Regions from separate parts of the Sus scrofa genome. Here region 1 is linked to region 2. Evidence: chromatin contacts called from public HiChIP or PLAC-seq data. All regions are on one chromosome and are shown on one strand. Each heading gives the region's core, a stretch centred on a gene start, on an enhancer-like site or on the middle of the called end of the contact. The rest is flanking DNA. Distances are from core to core; before and after follow the strand shown.

Region 1 (5,200 bases), core at 2,083-4,582, 42 kb before region 2:
ACGGGCCTCGGCCCAGCCCCGCAGCCCAGTCCACTGGCAGCGCGGGGGCTCAGGCCCCGGCCCCAAAGCAGGGAGAGTTGCTGGGACGCTGCCCACCTCCACGTCAGGACCGCCGGCAAATTCACATCCCCTGGGGTTCCCACCAGAGCCTTGTGTCACCTGCACCAGCGCTGTGCTCCGTCCCCAAAAGCAAAACTTCTCGCGCGTGGCCCAGGCCCCCCAGTTCCGGCTGGCTTCGGGGCCCTGACAATTTGGGTGCCTGTACCAGCTTCCTGCAGGACCACCCATGATGTCCTCAATCTCTGAGCCCCTTCCCACCCCCCACCCCCGCCCCCCGCCCTGGTTCTCCTTGTCTGCAGAACCCCTCCCCCCACATCCTCTTTCACAAGTTGAACTGTGTCTCTCACCATGACAAGTTCAAGTCCTAAGCCGCCATCTGTGATCACGGCCTCATCTGGACATAAGGTCTTTGCACATGTAACCGAGTGAAACTGAAGTCATACTGGATTAGAGTGGGCCCTAAATCCTCTGACCGGTGTCCTTGGGAGAAGAGGGAAACTGGACAGAGAGAAGCCTCGTGAAGACGGAGGCAGAGGCTGGGGTGACACGTCTAAAGCCAACAAGCCCAGGGGCTTTAAGGACGGCCAGCCACCCCCCAAATCTGAGAGAAACACAGAGACTCTCCCTCAGGACCCTAGAAAGGAACCAACCCTGCCAACACCTTGACTTTGGACTTCTAGGCCCTCCCAACTGCAAGAAAATTAATTTCTGCTGCTCCAAACTACTCCGTTTGAGGTCATCTGTTACGGTAGCCACAGGAGACAAATATGCCTGCCTAACCCAAAATTTCCACTGATGGAACCAGGGTCACAGATGCTCCAGCAAGTACGAAGCACTAACTATGCCAGATACTGTGCCAGCCTGGCAACACAAGAACAGGTCCATGATCCAAACACTTGGGAGCCCAAGGGACATGTCAAAGCACAGCATTCCTCACGTGACTGCCACGGGGGCATGAGGAGGGGACATTTCAGTGGGGCCTTGAAGGCTGAGTAGGAGTTTGCCTGACAGGCTCCCATCCAAATGTACTCTCAGGACAAGTGTATACTCTCTGCTGTGCCACTACCAAGGAGGCTGCTGTAGAACCCCTGGCTTTTCTCAATGCTCTGAGCATGAGCACAGGCTGTGGACACAGCTCCCACGAGCACAGAACACATTTCTCACGCCCTCTCAGAACACCAGTAGGAGAACGCTTCCAAACATCGAAGTGAGTACCCAGCCCAGCCCTCTCAGAGCACGTGAGACGACAGCCTAAGCTGAAGACTCCTCTCCACTGGCCAGCTGGCAGACCTTCTGCCCTGGGACACAGGCTTTCGGATGCTTGGGACCAGCGTGGCCACACACACTCTGGCCCAGAGAATCTGGGGAACTTCAACAGGGAGCGAGCGCCAAGTGCAGCTCCGTGGATGAGTACTGATGCCAAGGTGGCTTTGGGAACAGGGACGATGCTCACCTAAAAATCCAGGGTCCCCAGAGGAGCTCCGGGCTGCCCACCCGAGCCGAGAGCCACTGTCTGGGTTGGCCTCCTGGCTCCAGCACTTACCCGCAGGCACTCGGCCTCCTTCTGCCGCTCTCCTTCTCCACCAGCCGCTGATGAGAGTGACCACTGCAAGCGGTGACGCGCATCAAGATGGGCCCGGCCCAGAGAATCGGGCCCCTACTGAGCGAGCACCACTCAAGTGTGGACTAAACAAGTGAAAACGCCCCACGTTTTCCCTCGTGTTTCTACTGCTTTTTATTTAGAGTTTACAGAGGCTCCTCATTCGTCAAAACCAGTCACAGCAAAAAGAAGCCCTGAAACATCATCACGGGAGAAGGTGAATCCCAGAGGGACATAAAAGGTTCCCGGAAACCCAGGGATTCTTCGGAGAACCCAGCTTAGAAAGGAGAGCAACCTGGCTACCCGACATCGAGGAACTCAAAGGGGAAGAGTCGAGAGCCACTTTCTCCTGAGCTTTATCTTCTAAACAGAAGCAGTAAAAATTTTAAATTTCCATTTCAAAACCTAAGACTTGTATTAAAATGTCCCCAAACCCACGTGAAGGTTATGTCTAGGAAACCACGAGGCCAAACTTATAGCACGCAGGCAAGGCTGTAAAACCAGTCTGTAAAGTTTTGTTAGGTGAAGAGGCTGGCGAAGTGTCAAGGCTGAAAAGCAGCGTGACACTCCAATAAGAGCGGCCGGCCAGCCGGCCCCGAGGCGTGGAGCGCTCCTTAAAGGGCTGCGGGGCTGCAAGACCGGCGCCCTCACTCTGGATGCACCTCTTTGTGCCTCGTAATGCCAGCACCTAAATGGCAGGCGGGGCCGGCGGCTGGGACGGATCCCCGTCGCCCCATGTGCCCCGTGCGCCCTCCACCAGCCAAACTGCGCGCGGGGGCGGGGGGCCGCCCACGGCGCAGCGTCACCACTTTCCCAGTCAGGAGGGTCCCCTCGGCGCACCGGGCGGCTCGCAGACACCACCCTGCGGACGCCCGGTCCGGACGCCGTGCACCCGCACCCCGGCCCCGAAGGCGACGGGTCTCCACTGTCCCCGGCGGGGCCCGGGGTCGTCCCTGGCTTGGCTCTGCGGACATCACCCTGCAGACAACATCCCTTGGACACCACCCTGCGGGCACCCGGTCCTGCCGCCCTGCGCTCCTGCCCCGCGGCCCCGGGCCCAGAAGACGGCGCGTCCCCACTGTGGCCGGTGAGGCCCGGGGTCGTTCCGGGCTGGGCTCCGAGGACACCACCCCACGCGCCGCCTTGAGCCCCAACCCACCGCCCCCGCGCACCCCCGCCCACATTGGCGCACGCTGGCCACAGAGCGCGCGCGGGGCCCCAGCGGGGTCGCGGCGGTCGGCTGCGCCCCGGCTTTGTTCGCGCCCCGCGCCCGCCGGCTGCCCTCGACCCGGCCCAGCGCCCGCCCGCACCCCGTGGCCCCCAGCCCGGGACCGCGGCCCCCAGCCCACCTTCTGGATGGTTTGCTGCGTGACCTCCCCTTTGCCTCTCGGCCGGGCGGACGCGAAGGCCACCGACATGGTCGCGGGCGCAGGATCAGCCCGAGATCATCGGGGTTTATTCTCCGGCTGCGCTCGGCGGCCAGAGGCGCTCATTCTCCGCAGTCGCTGGGGGGCGGGGGGCGCGGGGGGTGCTGCGCCGTGGACTCGCCCGCCCCTCCGTCGCCGCGTTGCCTCCGGACCCGCCGCCTCGCCGCTCCGCGCGCCGCCGCAGCCTGAGACCGAGCTCCGCGCGGCGCCCCCGGGCGGCCGCCTCGCGCTCCGCGCCGGGCCCGCCGCCGCCGCCACCGCCGCCGCCGCCGCACCGCCCCCCGCGCCCGGCCGTCGGTGGTTCGGCCCGGCCCCGCCCCGGCGCGCGCACGTCGCCCGACGCCGCCTTACGCCCGCCTTACGCCAGCAGCGCAGTCGGCGGCGCCGGGGGCGGACGGGCGCGCGGCGCGGGCGCGGGCGCAGCGACGTCGTGAATCGCGGGCTGCGCGGGCCGTGAGTGTGCGCTTTTCCCGGGTCCGGCCGCGTCGCCCCGCCGGCATGAGCTACGACCGCGCCATCACCGTCTTTTCGCCCGACGGCCACCTCTTCCAAGTGGAGTACGCGCAGGAGGCCGTGAAGAAGGGCTCGACTGCGGTGAGCGGCGGCCCCGCGGGGCCTGCACGTCCGGGGATGGGCAGGGCCCGGGCGGCTGGGGAGGCCGCGCTGACCGGCGCCGAGTGCTTCGGGCTCGGGTAGCACAGGGGCGGGGGGGCGCACGGCAGCCGTCACGTGGGGCTTGCTTCGGGAAGGGGCGCTGCGGACCGTGGCCTGCAGACCGCAGGCCTTGGGGCTCCTCCGGTGTCCGGAGCCGAGCGCGCCTGCCGGCGGCGCCATTTTGGGGGTTCGGGGGCCGCGGCTGGGCGGGGGGGGGGGGCTCCGAGCGGCGGGCCAGCCCCTTACCCGGAACGCGCCTTAAGGCACCAAATGATTTGCGCGAACGGCATGCGGACCGCTCCCAGTGAGGGGGCTTCCCCGACCGGGAAAGCAGTGGGCCGGCTTCGAGGACAAAGGGCGGCCGCCGGGCTCAGCAGCAGCCCTGCCGTCCCCGGGCAGCCCGGCGCAGCTGGCAGGCCCCTCCGGGTGTGACCGCCCCCCTCGTCCCCTCGCACCTGAGCGCGGCTGTCGTTTAGGCCGCGGTTTGAAACGTAAATGCAATGGTGCCTTCAGTACGCTTGGCAGTTTGCTTATTGGCTAAACTGTACGATGGTTTTTATTTTATTATTTGGTGTGTCAGAGGTTTGGCCAGAGAGAAAACACACGATTCTGTGAATCTTGGAAGTATTTTCATCTCTTGAACCTCTTCTGCAATGGGGGCTCCAAATCCACCTTGCGACCTATTTCAGCTTAGAGACTAGTGGGGGAGTCGCCTGGCACCTGTCTCCCCCCGCCCCCATTGCATGTGGGGCCCGCCGGCAGGCTACCTTTCTTTAACCAGCGCCTCTGAGCAGGGCCTTCTTGTCTTTGGGAGCTTTAAAGACCAGGTCAGTTTGTAGGAAAGTTGCTTGAAACTTGGAAACACAGCCGACCAGGGCTTCTCTGCAGCCCAGGGGGCGTTTGGCAACGGCCAGGAGACTTCTAGAGGCAGAGGCCGGGCAGAGGCCGGGCGGACGGTAAGCATCCTTCAGTGAGCCGGGCCGCCCTCACATCCAAGAATTGGCGGGCCCGGTGCCCACAGTCCTGAGGCTCAGAAGCCCTGCTCTGGGCTCGGGCGGATGTCGCTCTGCCCAGTGACCGTTTCATGCGCAGCGGCTGCTGTTCCCATTGAGGGCTGTCGACAGGCAATCGTGATTTTTTTCCCCATGTGCGTAAGACATCCTTCTACCTGCGAAGCGACAGCCAGAAACAGCCAGTGGCCTCCCGGGGGTAGCTGACACGTCCACCTGGTCACATCAGGCACTTGCCCACTGCCGTGCACACAGGTTACCGAAGTGCGGGAGCGGGGAGGGTTTGGGTGTGACTTCACAGCCACGCAACACTGCTTTCAGGACAGCTATTTCTGTGTTAAGGACTCAGGCCTAAAGGCTTTACGCCGAATTCCGAATCATGGGGTTGAAGGGGCACATACACGTGGGTCACACACGGTGGTGGTTTTCAGTTGAACTGAAACTGAAGC
Region 2 (4,940 bases), core at 2,406-4,905:
CCGACAAACCGGGCATGTGGGGTACTGGGGTGAATGATGTCCCCAAGTTCACGTCCACCTAGACCCGCACGTGACGTTATTTGGAAAAAGAGTCTTTGTGCATGTAGTTAGTTAAGGAACTTGAGATTAAGTCACTTTGGATTTAGGGTTTACCCTAAATCCAAAAGGACCCAGGGAGGAGGCTGAGGCCCTGTGACTACAGAGGCAGAGTCGGGAGGCATGCCTGGGGCGCCAGATGCTGGAAGAGGCAGGAACGGCTCCTCGCCTCGAGCCTCCAGAGGTGTGTGACAGTGCCAATACCTTGACTGTGGGCTTTTGGTTTCTGGAACCGTGCCAATAACGTTTTTTTTTTTTGCTTTTTAGGGTCGCACCCACAGCATAAGGAAGCTGTCAGGCTAGGGGTCCAACCCAAGCTAGAGCTGCCCGCCTACACCAGAGCCACAGCAACGCAGGATCCGAGCCATGTCTGCAACCTACACCACAGCTCACGGCAATGCCGGATCCCCGACCCACTAATCAAGGCCAGGGATCGAACGTGCATCCTCGTGGATTCTAGTCAGATTGATTCCCGATGAGCCAAAAGGGGAACTCCCGCCAATACACTTTCTGTTATTTCAACCCCGTTAGTGGTGACGTTATGACCCGCCTAACAAGCCAATGAACCTGCCTTTACGAAGGTTCTGCCTTCCTGATCTTGCCCTCTGGGATGAGGACCCAAACTTGACCCTGCACACACAGCCCAGTCTGCAGCGCTGGGGCAGGGGGCCGGGTGAATAAGACTGGGGACAGGGCAGGGCCACCAGCTGACAGTCTTTTTTGGAAATTCTTTTATTATGAAGATTTCTGGGAGACAACAAAAGCATCGGTGACATAACAAACATTGAGTAGCTTTCACATAGCCAGAGCAACACTGAAATCGACCCGTGGTTTATCCTTATTCTTTATTAGTACTATCGGCCGCCCCGCAGCATATGCAATTCTTGGGCCAGGGAACTGATAGGAGCCGCAGTCGAGACCTAAGCCGAGGTTGTGGGCAACGCCGGATCCTCAACCCACGGAGCCCGGCCGGGAAGTGGAAACTGCGTCCCAGCGCGCTCCCCAGACACCGCGGATCCACGTTGCATCACGGCAGGAACACAGCAGGTTATGTTTATGGGAGCGTCTGATGCCGTCTCTATTCTATTGAAAACATACCCTGCTTAATAAGCCTAAACGTCCCTCACAGCTCCCGGTGCTGCACATTCGCACGGCTGCAGGTGGCGAGGCGGCCCTGTCCGGGGTTCTGCGCTCTGCGCGCGGTACGGCAAACATTTTTCTGTGTTAAAACCCGGGGCTTATATTTACGCTCATTTCGAGTCCCTGTTTTCTTTTCATGCTGGGTGGGATTTTTGTTTCAAGCGGCAAAAGTCGCAGCTGCTTGTGGAAAGAAGTAAAACCACTCGGAGACGTTCAAAGAAAATGCTCCACGTCCCCAGGGAACCCAAGGTTAACAGTTTGGCAGCACGTCCCCGCCCCCCACCAGGAGGAGGGGAGGAGCCACGTGGCTTCCGCCCCCGCCCCCCCCCCCCCAGGGCGAGCCTTGCTGCGGCCACCCGCGGGGAGCCGTCTCAGCTGTCTGCAGCTCCCACCTTCCTGAGGGGGGGTAGGGGGGCACCGAAGCCCTGGAAGGGGCGCTGGGGACCGGCGGCGCACCGTCGCCTCACCTCCTACACTTCCTGCTGGCCTGGAGGGTGCCCCGGAGGCCTCTGGGGGTGATGTCACAGCCGCGCGGGGTGGCGCACGCTGAGCCCCGCCCGCGGAGGCCGGTGGCGGGGGACGCACTCACGGGGCGAGGCGGGCGGGCGGGGGGGCCCTGGCAGGCCTCCGGAGAAGGCCGTGGGGAAACAGGCGTGGCCGGAGATGGCACCACCAGCCCCCTTGGCTGAAAAGCTCAGTGGCTGGAGGGGCGGACGTGAGGGGCCACCTCGTCCGCAGTCTCACGGCCCTGCCGTCTCGGGCATGCAGTCATCTGCCTGGCGCTACCCCCGATCCCATCTGAGCGCGTAGACGGTTCCCCACTACGCAGGTCGCGCCTGGGGCTGAAGTCAGCCTGCTGACGCTTTTGCTCGGTCTACCTTAACCTTTTTTAAGGGGTTGTCAACACTGGACGATTGCATGATTCAGGAGATTTTGCACATTTCTGCTCTGGTTGGAAAACCAGGCTGTCCGCCCACGCTGGGCTCAAGGCGCAGTGGGGCCGCGAGGTCCCCACCCCAGGTCTGTTCCACTCCTTTCCTTTCCCGTCTTTGGGTACCCAAGCTGGGGTGCAATATCCCGACTTTCCCTCTGCAGGGATTCCCCCTGCTGCGTCCCCCGGGGAAGCCCCTCTCCAGGCTCCACGCCCCACGCTCATTGTCTAGAACCCGCCCCGCGAGCTGGGCCTGCGGGGGCCGGCGGGCTCCTTTGTTCAGGCGGCCAGAAAAGAACCCTTCTGTGTCAACAGCGTCCCTCATTGTGCGGAGGTCTGGGCGACCGCGGCGCGGCCTCGCCCGCAGGAGCCGGAGATGGGAGGCCTTTCTGGGTTTCCCCAAAAAAGCGGAGCAAAAGAAACCACTAGGGATGTCCCAGAATACCATCTTCCGGTGAAAACAAAACACAAAAAACACAGGAGAGAACTTTACCTGAACTCATTTTATAGAGAAGGTGCTCGCACGGTTCTTTTCGACAACTTACTTTGTCAAAAGGACAGAGCGGAAAACAAGGACCCGAGGAGCAGCTCCAGGCGGACGGCTCCCTACAGGAGCTGCGGGTCCTAGCCGGCGCCGCCGTCTCACCCAGTAATTTAGGGCACTCGCGTCCCGGGCCGCGCCGCCGGATGAAGTGAGTCACCCTGGCGCGGCTCCGGCGGCCTTGGGCGCCGCCCCCCGCCCCGCCCCGCCGCCCGAGCAGCGGCCTCACCGCGCGAGACGCCGGGCCTCGGGCAGACCTGGGCGCCAGCCGAGGACGGGCCCGCGCCCGGCCCGCAGCAGTGGCGCCGGCGCTCAGGTCGCCCGGCGGCCCCGGGCCCCGGACCTCGCCCGTGCCCTCCCGAGGCGCCCTGCCCCTGCGAGTCACGGCGGCTGCGCTAAGGGGCACCGGGGTCCGGGGAACACGGCGTCCCCGTTCCCTCGCCTGCCTGGAGCTCCCATCAGCTCCGACCGCAGCCATTTTGGAGCGAGCGGAGACAAAGAGCGAGTCATCGCGGCCGCCGCCCCACCAGGCCCCGGCCGCGGTCCCCGCCCGTTTCATCCTCCCGGCTGTCGGCATGCGGCCCGCCTGGCGGCGGAGACCCCCACAGCCCTACCGGCCCACCGGCGCCGGAGCCCGCCGCCCACTCGCCCTCCGCACCCCAACCGCCCGCCCCGCGCCCCGTCCTCTGCCGCTCGCAGCCATTGGCCGCGCCTTTTAAGCAGGCGCCGCGGCCAATCGCCGGGCGCCGAGCGGCCGGGCGGGGGGGCGCCGCGGCCAATGGCGAGGCGCCGGGCGGCGGGCGGGGGCGGGCGCGCCGCCGCGCCTGCGCAGCGCGCCGCCGCCGCCCTCCCCCCGCCAGGACGCCCGCGCCCCCCGCCCGACCGCCGCCCCCGCCCCGCCCGGCGCGCGCCGCCCCCCGCCCGCCCCCGCGGCCGCCCGCCCGCCCGCCTGCCCGCGCGGAGCCTCCTCCCCGCCCAGCGCCGGCCGAGCGGCGGCGGCGGCGGGCCGAGGAGGAAAGATGGCGGCGGGCTCGGATCTGCTGGACGAGGTCTTCTTCAACAGCGAGGTGGACGAGAAAGTGGTGAGCGACCTGGTGGGCTCGCTCGAGTCGCAGCTGGCGGCCAGCGCGGCCCACCACCACCACCTCGCGCCCCGCGCGCCCGAGGCGCGGGCCGCGGCCGCCGGCGCGCTCGGGAACCATGTCGGAGCCGGAGCCGTGCCGGCCGAGGGCGCGCCCGCAGCGGCGCCGGAGCCGCCCCCCGCAGGTAGAGCGCGGCGCGGCCTGAGCGCGGGCGGCCGCCGGCCGGGCCTGTGTCCTCACCGCGCTGCCCGCTTGTTCCCGCAGGGCCCGCCGCGAAGCTGAACACGCTCGAGGCCGGCGCGGGCGCCGCGGCCGGGGCCGGGGCCGGGCCGGGCGCCGCGGCCGGGGCCTGCGCGCCGGGGGCCGCGGCCGCGCCCGAGCCCGCCGCCAAGCCCGCCGCCCGCAACGGCCCGCCCGGCGGCCCCGGCGCCGCGCAAACTTTGAATGGGAGCGCCGCGCTGGGGAACTCGCTCCGCGCCGCCGCCGCACCTGCTGTCAGCCTGCTCCACAACGGGCCCGCGCCCGCGCCGCCGCCGCCGCCCAAGCCAGCCGCCGCCACTGTCATCCAGACGCCGCCCTTCCTCGGCGCCCCCGCCGCGCCCGCGCCCCGCGCCCCCTCGCCCCCCGCGCCCGCCGTGCCCCCCGCGCCCCCGCGCCCGCCGCCGCCCCGCCGCCGCCGCCGCCCGCCGCCGCCAGCCTGGCCCGGCCGCCCGGCCCCCCGGCCGGACCCCCGGCGGCCGCTCAGAACGGGGGCAGCGCCGCGCCCGCCCCGGCCCCCGCGCCCGCGCCCGCCTCGGCCCCCGCGCCCGCGCCCGCCCCGGCGCCCGCCGCCAACAGTCAGCCCGGCCCCGCCGCCGCGCCCGCGCAGGTGGCCAAGGCCGACTCGCCCAAGACCGCGCTGCAGCCGGCGCCCCCGCCGCCGCAGACCCTGGCGGCCAGCTGCCCGGCCGGCGCGGGGGCCGGCATGATCCTCGGGCCAACTATGCAAGGGGCGCTGCCCGCCGCCGCCGCCGCGGGCCTCCCGCCGCCGGCCCCCGGCACTCCCACCGGGCTGCCCAAGGGCTCGGCCAGCGCGGTGACCCAGAGCCTGCCCAGGACGCCCTCGGTCACCACCGGCGGGATCCGGGCCACGCTGACGCCCACGGTCCTA

Evidence for each region. HiChIP or PLAC-seq counts read pairs in DNA pulled down with a chosen protein or histone mark.
Region 1: an H3K27ac HiChIP or PLAC-seq map of skeletal muscle shows a contact between it and region 2. The contact joins the promoter of SS18L1 here to the promoter of TAF4 in region 2. A contact is called at or near these places in 6 of 47 Hi-C or Micro-C datasets (fetal liver, heart right ventricle, liver and 2 more) and 2 of 2 datasets of contacts at active chromatin or transcription factors (alveolar macrophages and skeletal muscle).

The regions. Positions count from the first base shown.
Region 1 is chr17:61,569,751-61,574,950 of Sscrofa11.1, reverse strand. It overlaps SS18L1 (calcium-responsive transactivator), which reads right to left and starts at 3,332. Exons shown (of 11, transcript XM_021078212.1): 1 at 3,010-3,332. The coding sequence starts at 3,078. It overlaps PSMA7 (proteasome subunit alpha 7), which reads left to right and starts at 3,435. Exons shown (of 7, transcript NM_001243652.1): 1 at 3,435-3,681. The coding sequence starts at 3,586.
Region 2 is chr17:61,528,678-61,533,617 of Sscrofa11.1, reverse strand. TAF4 (transcription initiation factor TFIID subunit 4) reads left to right here and starts at 3,655. Exons shown (of 17, transcript XM_003360050.4): 1 at 3,655-4,018; 2 at 4,021-4,425; 3 at 4,428-4,940. The coding sequence starts at 3,728.